Linked DNA regions of Cyprinus carpio: region 1 is linked to region 2. The links are chromatin contacts, called in public Hi-C maps. All regions are on one chromosome and are shown on one strand. The core of a region is the stretch at or near the end of the contact, and the rest is flanking DNA. Distances in the headings are between cores, read along the strand shown.

The links. A called contact is a pair of places that touch in the nucleus more often than the background predicts.
Region 1: a contact with region 2 is called in a Hi-C map of liver, with 7 times the contacts expected there. The contact joins the enhancer-like site here to the promoter of LOC109069915 in region 2. A contact is called at or near these places in 2 of 8 Hi-C or Micro-C datasets (liver and skeletal muscle).

What each region holds. Positions count from the first base shown.
Region 1 is chrB23:3,802,054-3,808,857 of ASM1834038v1, reverse strand. No RefSeq gene overlaps it. Among protein-coding and RNA genes, the nearest start is that of LOC109069915, 77 kb to the right of the region's middle. Within about 2 kb of position 1,862, at least 1 of the 8 cell types and tissues checked has an H3K27ac peak or open chromatin away from gene starts, as enhancers often do. A contact at or near this core is called in liver, where this site is marked.
Region 2 is chrB23:3,726,513-3,733,171 of ASM1834038v1, reverse strand. It overlaps LOC109069915 (transcription factor MafB-like), which reads right to left and starts at 4,807. Exons shown (of 1, transcript XM_019086514.2): 1 at 1,324-4,807. The coding sequence starts at 4,432. The coding sequence ends at 3,272.

The DNA of each region.
Region 1 (6,804 bases), core at 613-3,112, 79 kb before region 2:
TTAGTCTTTTGTTTAAAGATAATTATAGTGAAACATTTTATAGTCTTATAGTCACGTCTGGAGTCATCTAATATCAGTGTGTGACTTTCTTGTGAGCCTAGGTTGAAAAGTGCAACCCTTTTCTGTTGCTTTCACATACAAAGACATCTGTCAGTGTTTAAAACACATTCCACCCAAATGTGTGAAAAAGTCAGTCAATTTCAGGGTTTGTTTGTTTGGAAGTATGAAAAAAAAAACAACTAAAAAAGTCTTACTCTATAGTGTCTCTTCAGCTGTTATGAAATCACAGTTTTTCCAGAAGTTCAGCTGTGTTTCCTGTTGAATGTATCTCCACCAGAGGGAGTTAAGGTTGAAGTGTTCATGTCCAGACCAGCTTGTGTGTGTGTGTGTGTGTGTGTGTGTGTGTGTGTGTGTGTGTGTGTGTGTGTGTGTGTGTGTGTGTGTGTGTGTGTGTGTGTGTGTGTGTGTGTGTGTGTGTGCGCGCTCGCACATGTGTGTTTATTTCGAGGTTAGCCTAGTTTCACCAATCACACTGACGGTTCATGGCAGCATGACTGAGTTTACTTCAGTTTAAGGAATATAGTGTTGCATAAATATATACAAACTCACTCTCAGGACACAGTAATGGAGGTAATCACACACACACACACACACACACACACACACACACACACACACACACACACACAGAGAGATTAACTGCATGCTTAGTCATGTTTTCAGCAGGCACGACAGAAAATGGTTCAGCAAATACTTACATAACCCTTTTAAACTGCTTTAATTTTGCCATTGCTGGTAAAGATGCTAAATAGGTACCAAAAAAAAAAAAAGAAAAAAGCCTGGCACTACTCAGCACCTTACAAAAATATTTATGAAAATTACCCAGGTAACCACAGATACAGTTTTGCTTGCTATTAGAATGATAATATGTGAGTAATATGAGATCAAAAATTTCCAGCTTCAAAATATTTCTGTCATTTTGTTTAATTTCTATTAATTATGACAGTCATGGCTAATTGTGATGTTTTATCTGAAACTATGGTAAACACAGTAAACTGGTATTATAAGCAAGTTGCTTGTGCACTTGTAGTGTACTTCAAAAACTTGCAGAATACATTATAGTCGGTTCACACTTGAGTGTATTATTTTAAAGTGCATTATTTTTTGTATAAGTATAGATATACTGTAGTGTACTTCTTTTTCAAAAGGGTTTGTCTTGTTTTGGGTTGATTCTGCTTCTGCAAGATGACATTTTTTTCTTTGCAGTATTAAGGATGATTATCTTGTTAACTGTGTAATTGTTCATGACTAGCAGATATGGTGAGCAGCAGGCATTGAAGGGGTTAAGCGTGTGTCTGTGCAGAAAGCGAGGGAGTCGACATCCTGGCAAGCGCCAGTTTACACAGATGGAGCCGCTCTCTGAATAAACCACAAAAAATTCCTTTCCCCGTCCAAGATAGCACTTCTCCAATCGAGGACATGATCCTCGTCTCCTCGTCTCCTCGTTCCCTCTCGCTCTGACTACAAAAAACACAAGCGGCAGGCCAGGTCAGACGAGCCTCGATGGTGCCCCGTATATATCAGCCCCCTTCACATGCCCCATGAGCGCCTGGAAAAGAGCAAACAGACCAGAGACACGGAACAACAAGAACAAAGCTGTCTTTCTTCAATTCTGAGCATACGAAAAAATTACAAGTGTGAATGAGAGAGTTTTACTCTGTGCTGGTGTTGTGTGACCTTTCCACAGGTCATCCAGCGGTCTTATCAACAGACACACTCCAGGCACTGGACTTTGCTTCTTTGGCTCCATTGATAAACAATGAAGATCTGCTGCTCAAGTAGTTGCTTACAATGAAATAGGTCTTCATTTTAGTTAAAGGCTGGACTGTATCCTATAATATTTGGTTTATTCACGAATTGGAAGGGTGTATCACTCACACAGAGCTGTAAAGTCTCTTTCGGATGACTCATGTCAAGGCTTCAGTGCATCTTTCAACACACAGGTCATACGCGCTTTGACCTCAATGTGAAGAGTGCTGTGGATAACATCACGGAAGGGCAACTTTACGAGACGGCTAGGTAGCAGAAAACTGGGAAGTGTACACAGTAAACAATGAAAGTAGTGAATGCTTGAACGCATGACATCACCCATTCAAACTGAATGAGAATCGTTAACGTCAAGTCGCCAACGCCCTGTGTGAATGCATCGTTATACCGATGATGTGACAAAATCACTTATAATCATAACATATTTCGTGTTTAATGCACAACTATGCAGATTTTCGACCAATGAGAGTTCACTGTGGGTGGAGCTACCCATTATGTTTAATGCATAGCTATGTAGATTTTCGACCAATGAGAGTTCACTTTGGGTGGACCTAACTGTTATGTTTAATCACAGCTATGTGGATTTTCGCCCAGTGAAAGTTTACTGTGGGTGGAGCTAACTGTTATGATAAAATCACAGCTACAGTATATGGATTTTCAGCCAATGAGAGTTTACTCTGGATGGAGATAACAGTTATGTTTAATCACAGCTCTTTGGATTTTCAACCAATGAGAGTTCACTGTGGGTGGAGCTAACTGTTATGTTTAATCATAGCTATGTAGATTTTTGACCAATGAGAGTTCACTGTGGGTGGAGCTAACTGTTATGTTTAATCATAGCAATGTAGATTTTCGACAAATGAAAGTTCACTGTGGGTGGAGCTACCCATCATGTTTAATGCATAGCTATGTAGATTTTCGACCAATGAGAGTTCACTGTGGGTGGAGCTAACTGTTCTGTTAAAATCGCTGCTATGTTGATTTTCATCCAATGAGAGTTCACTGTGTGTGGAGCTAAATATTATGTTTAATCACAGCTATGTGGATTTTCGACCAATGAGAGTTCACTGTGGGTGGAGCTAACTGTTATGTTTAAATCACAGCTACTGTGTGTGGATTTTCAGCCAATGACAGTTTATTGTGGGTGGAGCTAGCCATTATAACAGTTCACTGGAGTTATGTGTTCACCAGTTCACCAGTTATGTGACAAAATGAGTTCAACGTGATGGAAATAGAAGCCCAGTTACTAAATACTTGTATTTTTACACATTTTCTGCATCTACTGGCAAAATGCATGACTTTGCACCTGGTCATGTCTATGACTTGAGTTGATCTCCTCTTAGATCTAATATATGTGCAGTTTCCAGTTGGTGTTCTTTGGAAAATGGTTGTCCCATTTACTGGCATTGAACGAGACAGGATTTGCCCTCACCCTCTATATTGAATCCAGATTCTTGAGACCTGATCTGAGCTGTTAGACTACTGTGTGCTGCTGTAAAATAAAGAGGTGCCACAGGCCTGTAAAAACAGCAGGAAAGAAGCAGGGGAAGGTTGAGTGTGTGTGACAAAGAGAGAGAGAGAGACTTCTGTGTTGGGCTACTAATGAAGCACTGTCATCATTAGAGAATCAGGAGGAGGTCTGTAGACGGAGAGGAATGGGGGGTTGGGGTTTGGAGACAGCTAGGCATGAGAGGAAGGGGAAAGCGGTAAAAGAAAGTATTTCAGAGTGGATTATTTTTATATGTTCAGGGGAGTGGTGTTTGGTGGACTTCTGAAGTGAGGAGCCCACTCTCCGCGTTTGGTTTCAGGCCAATGTCAATTCATGTTCCATTTGATGTTGCCCGTTTCCGGGATGAAGACACATTAAGTTAAATTTAACTTACAAGAAGCAACCAAATACTATAACAACATTATAGTATGTTTATATGAACAGAGTGTTTATTAACATAAGTCTAATACAACATAAGTCTCATATATATATATATATATATATATATATATATATATATATATATATATATATATATATATATATATATAATATATATATATATATCTTGTGTTCATCAAGACTGCATTCACTTGTTAAATACAGGAAAAACAGCAAGATTGTGAAACATTATTCTAATTTATTATAACTATTTTTTTATTGTAATATCTGTTAAAATGTAATTTATTCCTGTGATTAAAGCTGAATTTTCAGCATCATTATTCCAGTCTTCAGTGTCACATGACACTGCTAACTGCTGCTCAGTTATGGGTGCTATTAATAATGGTTCTTATTATTACTAAGGTTGAAAACTTGAGCTTGTTTTTGTGGAAATAATTTTTTAGGGTTTTTTGATAAGCAGAACAGCATTTATTTGAAATGAAAATATTTTGTAACGTTAAAAAAAGTATTTTCTTTCACTTCATATATATTAAAACTTATTGACACCAAATTTTTAAATGATATTGTATCAGTTTCCTCACAAAGACACACACACACACACACACACACACACACAATTTAAAATAAAATTTTTTGACTTTAGTTTTAAAGTAATACAAATAAATAAATAAATAAATAATAAATGTTTTAAACATAGCAAATAGTAAATACAAAGAAATGTTTCTTGATCAGCAAATCAGCATATCAGAATGATCTCTGAAGATCATGTGACACTGAAGACTGGAGTAATGATGCTGAAAATTCAGCTTTGTATTGCAGGAATAAATTTCATTTTAAATGAAAGCTGCAAGCAGCGATGAAAATGCCTTTGCACCCGGGCTCATCGCCACCTGGTGGCTTTAGAAAAACAGCTAGCGGTGGACAATGTGAATTTAAAGTGATAAATATAGGAGGAATATGTCAAAGTCATTTATATGTGTCAAACTTCCTACTGCCAGCTGGTGGCGCTATGACTGTAACTTAGTAAGTGTTGCTAGCATGTTTGAGCATGTTTCTGGCATGTTTAGCACACAATGGCATATTTTACTGTATTGCTTTTAGTGCATCACAGTGCTAAACATGTCACTTCCTGTTGACAGTAGATGGTGCTATGACTATAACTGAACCTTGGCATGTCATGTGTTTAGGCCACGACTCTCATCAAAGTCCATAACAGTGTAAAACATGTCACTTACTGTTGCCAGCAGGTGGCGCTATGACTATAACTGAATATGGGAATGTAGATGTCTTCAGGCCAGGACTCTTATCAAACATGTGAAGTTTGGGGCAGATTGGACACTGCAAGTCTGAGTTACAGCAACTTCCTGTTTCATTGCATTAATACAGCAGTTCTCAATTCCAATCCTCGCGCCCCCCAGATCTGCATATTTTACATGTCTCTCTTTGTGAACATACCTGATTCAGATAATTCATGAACTGTGTTCCCATTGACATGCTCCCTACACAGTGTTCATTGCTCCCTACTCCCTGAGCAAGAGAAATCTCTTGGAGTTTACTTCATTTCTGAACATTCATTCACGGATTTGCGCTGCACAACGCCTTCACACACGGACAAGTGTGACATCATATACCTCTGTAAATAATTTAAATTTAAATTCATGTCTCGCACACTTTAATGCACTTTGAATGGAACATATACATTCACTTCGAACTGGAATCATGGCGGAATATCCTGTGATGTCCACTTTGCAGGGCACTTACGTTCGAATAGAGCAAACGTCTGAAGCCATAAGAGAAACATACAAAATGTGCATAGCAGGGGGGTGCGAGGACTGGAATTGAGAACAGCTGCATTAATATCATGTTAAAACATGCTAGCATATTTTAGCATCTTTCTAGCATGTTGCTAGCCTATTTAGCACTTGCTGACACTTTTTAATATGTTCCTAGGAGTCCATAACAGTGTTAAACATGACACTTCCTGTTGCCAACAGGTGGCGCTATGACTATAACTGAATTTGGGCATGGGTATGTGTTCAGGACAGAACACCTATCAAACGTGTGGAGTTTGGGGCAGTTAAGACATTGCTTGCCTGAGTTACGGCAACTTCCTGTTTCATGGTGAAACATCAAAATTTGTCAGGCCGCCAGGAACACAAACTTCGATGAAAACTCAAGACCTTTGCAATATAGCATCGTAAAGGCCTTATGATTACACTCTGAACAAGATCCGATTAAAACTGTAGGAGGAGTTTATTAAAGTACGAGGCCTGAAAATGGCAAAAACTGCACAAAAATCGTACAAGGAATTCAAAATAACGAACTTCCTGTTGAGATTTGTACCAAGATACGTTTATGTATGTATAGACAGTTTCAACGGCAACAACATAAACAAACGTTACTGTGCATGCGCGCTTTTATGGCCACAACTTAACTTCCGGTCGGTAGACTTCAATAACAACAGCTAAGTAGTCCCTCTAGAGTAGATTATTTTTGATAACAAGCTAAATATGTTTGCTGCATAAATCAGAATTACTGAAAATGCAAATTCATTCTCTGCCAGCAGGAGGTACTTTAAGCGGGAGAAACAGAGGTTTCCCTAGTAACTGCTTTATCAGACATTACATGCAAGAAGTAATGAAAATGACATCGAAAATTGAATAGACTAATTAAAGATATTCTTCCTTCAGAAATACAGTGATATAAAAACACCCGCACCTCGTTTTGATTTTTAAACGTGCAGTACGAGCTCATGTTTATTCAACGAAGCCTTTTGGAGCGCCACAAATAAATAAATGTATGGATAACACATGCCACAGCACAACCACCTGAGCCCAACTTCAGTCTACTCATCACCTTAACTTTAACTGCATTTGTAGATGGTGCCACAGCCAGACTGATAAACAAACACAGACCGGAACTGGCCAGGCGTGTGCGCCCGATGAAACCGTCTATTGGCGTGTTACATGTTTCTACCGAGATTCATTCATGTACCTGAAATGTAGCTCGAGGCGCACTCAGTTGAAATTTTATAGGTGGCTCTAATGAGCTATTTTGCCAAACCTAATTCTGAAACCCATATTAGA
Region 2 (6,659 bases), core at 3,558-6,057:
ACCCCAGTTCCAATCAATGTCCATATAGTAATAATAATGATATATTTGTTTGCTGTGCAATAGTGCTAAGCATTAGGGCTACACTGCATGTCACAATTCCAATTTGAGACAAAAGTCCAATTACACAAAGTCTTGCAGTGGTTTTTGTAAACATACAATTTAAAACTGTTTTAAATAAGATTAATTTGTGCGAATTCTGTCCTCAAACCTAAAATTACAATATCATCATATTTTGTTATAGCAGTTGTGCAACAAGCTAAGACAATAAAACTACACTGACATACAAGACAAGAGACAGTACTGAACGCTATCTATTTTCATAGGAAAAAAGATGGAAATATTCAATAACTTTTTCACATTAAGACTTTAAGGTATGCACCCATACAGAAATGTATATAAAAAAAATAATACCTCAGTAAGAAATATGCACTATAAGAGTAAACTATAGTTACATAATACATACTATATACTATAGTTACATATATACATGCTATTTTTTTTTTTTTTTTAATTTTCCGCGTGTTATCACACTGGCTTGAAACCGAATGCGCCTAATTGCATATGTATATAAACATTAGCAAATATCCAGACTAGTCGTTAAATAAGTTTGAAATATGAAAATGTTTGTTGTATCGGGTGTCGGAAGGGTTAATTGTCCTGTTCCCACAGTCTGGGCTTTGAGCGCAAGGTCAAAGATCTCATTTTACCGAGCGCACGTGCGCGCCGGATTTCTGCATGCGCTGCAAATCCTGCAGGTCGCAACACAACTGAAGGCCTAAACACACACCAAGAGAGAGCGAGACTTCGCACAGCTTCTGCTTTTAGCTTTAATTTTTTTTTTTCCTCTCTCTCTCCCTTTTTTTTTTTTTTTTTTTTTTTTCAAATTATGTAAAATAGTCTAAAACGTCCTTTTATTTCATAGCCGGTTTAATTAACCCGCTATAAACTAATACAAAGTAGTTCAACGTCTGATTTTCTTCTTCTTCTTCTTCTTCTTACCAAGTAACGGTCTATGTGTAATTCCATTTAAATAAAGCGTCAGTTTAACCCTCGAACATGAGTCCCGTCATTAACAGCAAGAGCGCATTTCTGCGTATGGGTCGTTTGAGCTCAAAGTTCAGAGAGAGACGGTCTGCAGGACACCACCCGCTCAAACAACCCCACGGAAATATCGTTCCTCTGCCAAATTTTTAATAAAACGGATAATTGATTGCTTGATTGCAGTGATGCGTGCTAACAATGCGGCATACAGTTAAGCCGAAATGTTGCATAACTTTGACAGACACAGGAATTGACGCATACAATAAGTGGCTACGAAATCAATGTCATTTCACTGACTTTAATAAGCAAAATAGGAAACCATTTCTTCCAAAAACAGCAAAAACTAAACAGAAACCAGCCTGAATGGAACAGTCCGAATTGAACTCTATTCTTTTTCCATTTATATAAACAGATTTGAAAATTGATCCCCTCATAATACATGAAATTAACAAACAAAACAACAACCCGCTGCTGCAGTTTACATTTGATTTCAACACAGTTGAATCAGTAATAAACCAAAAAGATTGTTAAATGCATGACTTTTTAACAATATTTCTTAGATGCAAGCACCATGCTTATTCAATATGATCTGACAGTTTGTTAATTTAATCATTAAAATAAAAACTATGAATCTGGCCAGCAGAACCAGAATCTCGACATAATAATAAAACAAATAAAAAACAGAACAATAACATGAGACATATATTTATTTATTTATTTTTTTAATTTTGAGATTATGCAGAACCTGAATCCCTTATTTTTTACTGACCGGCAGAAAAAAAAAATAACAAAGGAAAACATTTAACATTGATCATTGAAACTCTCCATTGAAATACATGCGTAGTTTACATGTTAGGCAATAATACACAAACCCCTGATTTAGGAAGCCTACACCCTCGAGCTGGATTATAATAACTACAGTTTGAAATGTTGGTTTATAAAACTGGCAGCTCATATAGCTAAAAAAAAAAAAAAAAAAAAAAAATTCGATGAAAGTGTGACCGTTCGTTGAAGTCCTACCCATCAAAAAAGATACGACCTATAAGTATTGCTTATGTTATAGAAAAGCAATAGATTATGCAACAGCCTGCATGAAGGAAAAAAGAAAACACACACACACTTGTGTCTTGCTACAACTAGGCGTGAGACTATGAGCACCAGTTCAAATGAAAGGCGTGCTTTAAATTCACCTATGACTAAATGTGCGTGTGCGGGATGTCTTTCTCAAAGGCGGTTTCTGCTAAAACAAAGAAACAATCAAAAAATCGAAATGAAAACTGCCAATACCAAAATCATTCCCCCCAAAAGTGCGCTTCTTTTACAAAGTTTGCTTGCTTTAAATGCAACTGCAAAATGCCCGTTACTGGAAATCCATTCCCAAAACATGAAGCTAATCAGAAAAGTTTGGAAAACAATCAGCTCTTCGACGTCGGTTTGTAGGTTTGCTGTTGCATATATTTACAAGTCCAAATGAACCCATACAATGAGCGACCGGAGAGCCAGTCTCATATCCCCAAAAAAGAGCTAGAGATCAAAAAACATGCTCTTTATGATACATAATGAACAGAAAGAAAGAAAGAAAGAAAGAAAGAAAGAAAGAAAGAAAGAAGAGAGTGTATAAAATAGAAATTATTACCATACATGTCCAGCATGCAGGATTAATATCTTAATGCAGATTTATGTGTTTGTTTTTTGTCGTTTTTTTTTTTTCCTTTTTTTATATATATATATATATTTATATATAACCAAGCAGGCAATAAACCAATGAGATGTTGCATAAAGTTCCCCCTGTCGCGTTATACAGGAGGAGTAGGGGAGGTTTGCATATTGTGGTGCTCTCAACTTTTCTAGCCAAGTGGAAAAAAGTCCAAAGTTTCTCTTCCCGCTTAGCACAAACAATTTTTTTTTCTTTTTTCCTGAACCACCGAGAACAAACCAGACGATGGAAAGAAGGTTTTATCTGAAGTTATCCTAAGTACAAAAGCCAGTTCTTCGCTTTTCTTTTTGCTGTGAGATCTCTACGAAAGGGGTAAAAGTCCTACTACAAGCAACTAAACTACATTTCCCAGAAAACATTCTAACATGTTCTTCGCATTTTAGTTGCCAAGATCGGTGTCGATGATTACATATGAGATTATTATTTCTTGTGGATTATTCTTCTAATATGAGTACTGCTGTTATCTGAATGAGCGCAAAGTCTCTCAGGCATAGGAAACACACACTCACACACTCACATGAAGAACTCTGGAGAGGACGGGTTGTCGCTCGTGGATCCTGCCTCGCGGAACCCGTTCGCTCCGCTCAGTTTCTCACACTTGAGTTTGTAGGCGTCTCTCTCTCGGGCCAGCCGGTTGATTTCTTGCTTGAGCTGCTCTACCTGGTTGATAAGCTGCGTCTTCTCGTTCTCCAGCACGTGCTTCTGCTGCACGCGCTTGTAGCGGCACGACTGCGCGTAACCCCGGTTCTTCAGGGTTCGGCGTTTCTGCTTCAGGCGGATCACCTCGTCCTTGGTGAAGCCCCGCAGGTGTCGGTTCAGCTCGCGCACGGACATGGACACCAGCTGGTCGTCGGAGAAGCGGTCCTCCACGCTCAGGCCGCCCCCCGCGCCGTGGTGACCCTGCTGGCCGGGGTGGTGGTGGTGGTGGTGCCGGTGGTGGAGCTGCTGGTGGGACCCAGGCGAGATAGGAGAGGGGCTGTCGGGGTCCTGACTGTGGTGGTGGTGGTGATGGTGGTGACCTGGCATGTCATCGGGGTGATGGGGCATCGCACCGTATTGTTGGTGTTGGTGGTGGTGCTGCTGTTGCTGTTGCGCATGGCCGTGGTGGTGATGGTGCGCTCCTCTGTATCCCTCGAAGCCTCCTGCTTGCAACTGCTGCTGCACATGAGGGGGCGGAGGATGGCCGTGCGCCGTGGCACCTATCAGAGCCTCCACCGCGTCTTCGGGCGTCAGGCTTAACGTCTGCGGGTCGATCTGCTGCGGATACGCGCCGCTGGGCATCCAGTACAGCTCCTCCAGATGGTTCTTCTGCTCCGTGGGGCTGAAGCTCGGGGAGGACGGCACGGAGCTGCAGGGGGTGCTGATAGGAGTGGAGGACACGGAGCCCTGCGGCTGGAGGCGATTGCACTGCCGTATGTTGGAGCGGTCGAGTCCCGCCATGGCCTCTTTCTTCACCTCGAATTTCATCAAATCAAAGTCATTGACATATTCCAACGCCAGCGGGCTGGTGGGCAGCTCGTGCCCCATGGTGAGATCGGCGCTCATCGTGTCCCTGTTCTTCAGGAAAGTATTTACCAGCGTCGCGAAACCCGACTTTTGCTTTTCTTCCCCCTCTTTGCGCATGCAATTTTCTGGATGGGTCTCCGAACGCGACGCGCTCGAGCGCTGGAGCATGCAGAGTCGCTCGAAATGTTCAAACGGGAGAAAGCAAAATAAATAAATAAAAAATTAAACTTTATGGACTAATGCACTGCGAAAGACATTTGCCTCGTATGGACGCGCAGAGCTCGACAGCTGCAGTCTTTGGACAGGACTGGAGAAAGTCAAGTCTCTGTCCCGTCGCCGCGCTTGAATTCAAAACATAAATAAAAGACGAAAATGAGTACCGGACAAGGGCTCCCGTCCCGATCCCGGATACTCCAAAATATGTCCTTAAGCCAGTGAAGCAGCGTTGAGGTGGATGGGTGCTGTGTTTTTCCAGCTCTGCGCCGCAGAGAGTTCAGCTCACACTCACTCCTGAGTATTCAGACTGTAGCAGGACGCCAGAGCCCTCTGTACTGTTATAGTCTACGCGCGCGTGACGTCAGAGGAGACTGGCGACCAGTCAGATCTGGAGAATTAGCATAATGATCGTTGTTTGTGTGTTGTCGGCTGACGGGATGAAGAAAGGGAGAGTGGTATTTCGTGTATTGACTGATTGGAAATGTGCGCGCCTAACGAGAAGCCGTTCTGTACTACATACAAAGTACAACATACTGTAACTGGGCATATTTTCAAAACGTTAGGTCCTTTTACTCCATTTACTGCATCCAGATATTTTCCCTTTATTTGAATTTAAAACTACATATAGGCTCTAAATTAGTTTCATTGTGCGTTTAAAATGAAAGCAAACCTTGAGATGCTTTGTGAAAGTGTTTTAAAGTATAGACCATACAGTCTGTGACATGCAGCAGCAGGTTGTTGCATCAACCAACGTTTGCGCAATAGCCTACTTCAATACAATTGTCGATAAATCCTGATAATAGTATAGCCTTTTGTCAGAATTACTCAATTAAACAAACATGTACGTGTTTGTGTCATTTACAAGAACAAAAAATGTATTATTACTTAGCATAGACTATTTATTAAAATAAATAGGCTATTGCAAAACATCATGGAGATAACCAAAGTCCTCGTTGTAGAATAGCTATGTTAATGAGGACGCCCGGGACCCATCAGGTGTAGGCCTATGTGTTATTGCGATATTTATCGACTCTTGTATTTTCAACACGACAAGCTGATGTGAAAGGCTGGAATTGCGCTGCGGGTGACGCTAGATTCAGGAAAACTCACCCAACGCTGCCCTCATGTGGCGCTCAGCTTCCGCGCGCTCCTCTCGTGCGCTACTGCTAGTCAAGACTGTAAAATGAGTTTATCTGTAAATAAACTATAAGGAATAATGAGAATAAATAAATATGTTGCATAACTGTGCACTGAAAAGTTGTCGCATTGTACATCAACGAGTGTTTCGATCACAAATCTTTCATAGCATGCATGATTACAGCGTTGTGTTTAAGACTAGTGATTATTTTTTGTTACGCACAAGTCATATACACAAACACATTATTTATTAAAACTGCTTAAATATTGGCCATTTCTGTAAGTACAATGCCAATGTGACTAATTAGTAAGCTACTAAGGAACTTTTGTTTTTATTCCTTTTTCAAAGACTTCTTCCATATTTGCATTTCTTTCATTTAATTACATTTTCTCCTTCCCTTCTTTTTCGCAATTTTTATTTGACTCTTGACGCAAAATGCATTTTAAGATTCGCCATTTAATATTATGCATTGTCGTCTTTGATCAGGTATGATTAGATTCAACTTTAAGAACGAGTCTCAGAAATGATCATACTGCTAAAAATGACGGGCACGATCAGTCCAGTCAGTTTATTCAGCAATATTCACTAATACAATATGCACAAAATATATGTTTATATTGTTTAAGCGTCACTTACCAATACACACGAATCCTTCCCATTTAATATAATTTGTGTATACAATTGTATTTTAAATATTTATCCACTATCACTATTTTCCCCTCTGTCGGTTATTGCGAATTTTACTCACCCATGTCACAAAAAAAAATAAAAATAAAAAATGTCACTGCATCGCATCTCCACGTCAATTACAATGCCAACTGTTAATTATTTTATCGATGTTTAATAATACAACCCCCTAAAAGCCAGACATCACAACGCGTCACTCCAAAAGATCACAGATCAGTCGAGGAGACCTGTTCAGTCTGCCGGTACCGGGCCCCGTCACGCGGCACCGGGCCCGTACAGTCATGCGCTCTGATCCTCTCAGACTCGCCGCTGCTGCTTTCTCTCTCTCTCTAATGGAGAAGAGATGCTGAAAAA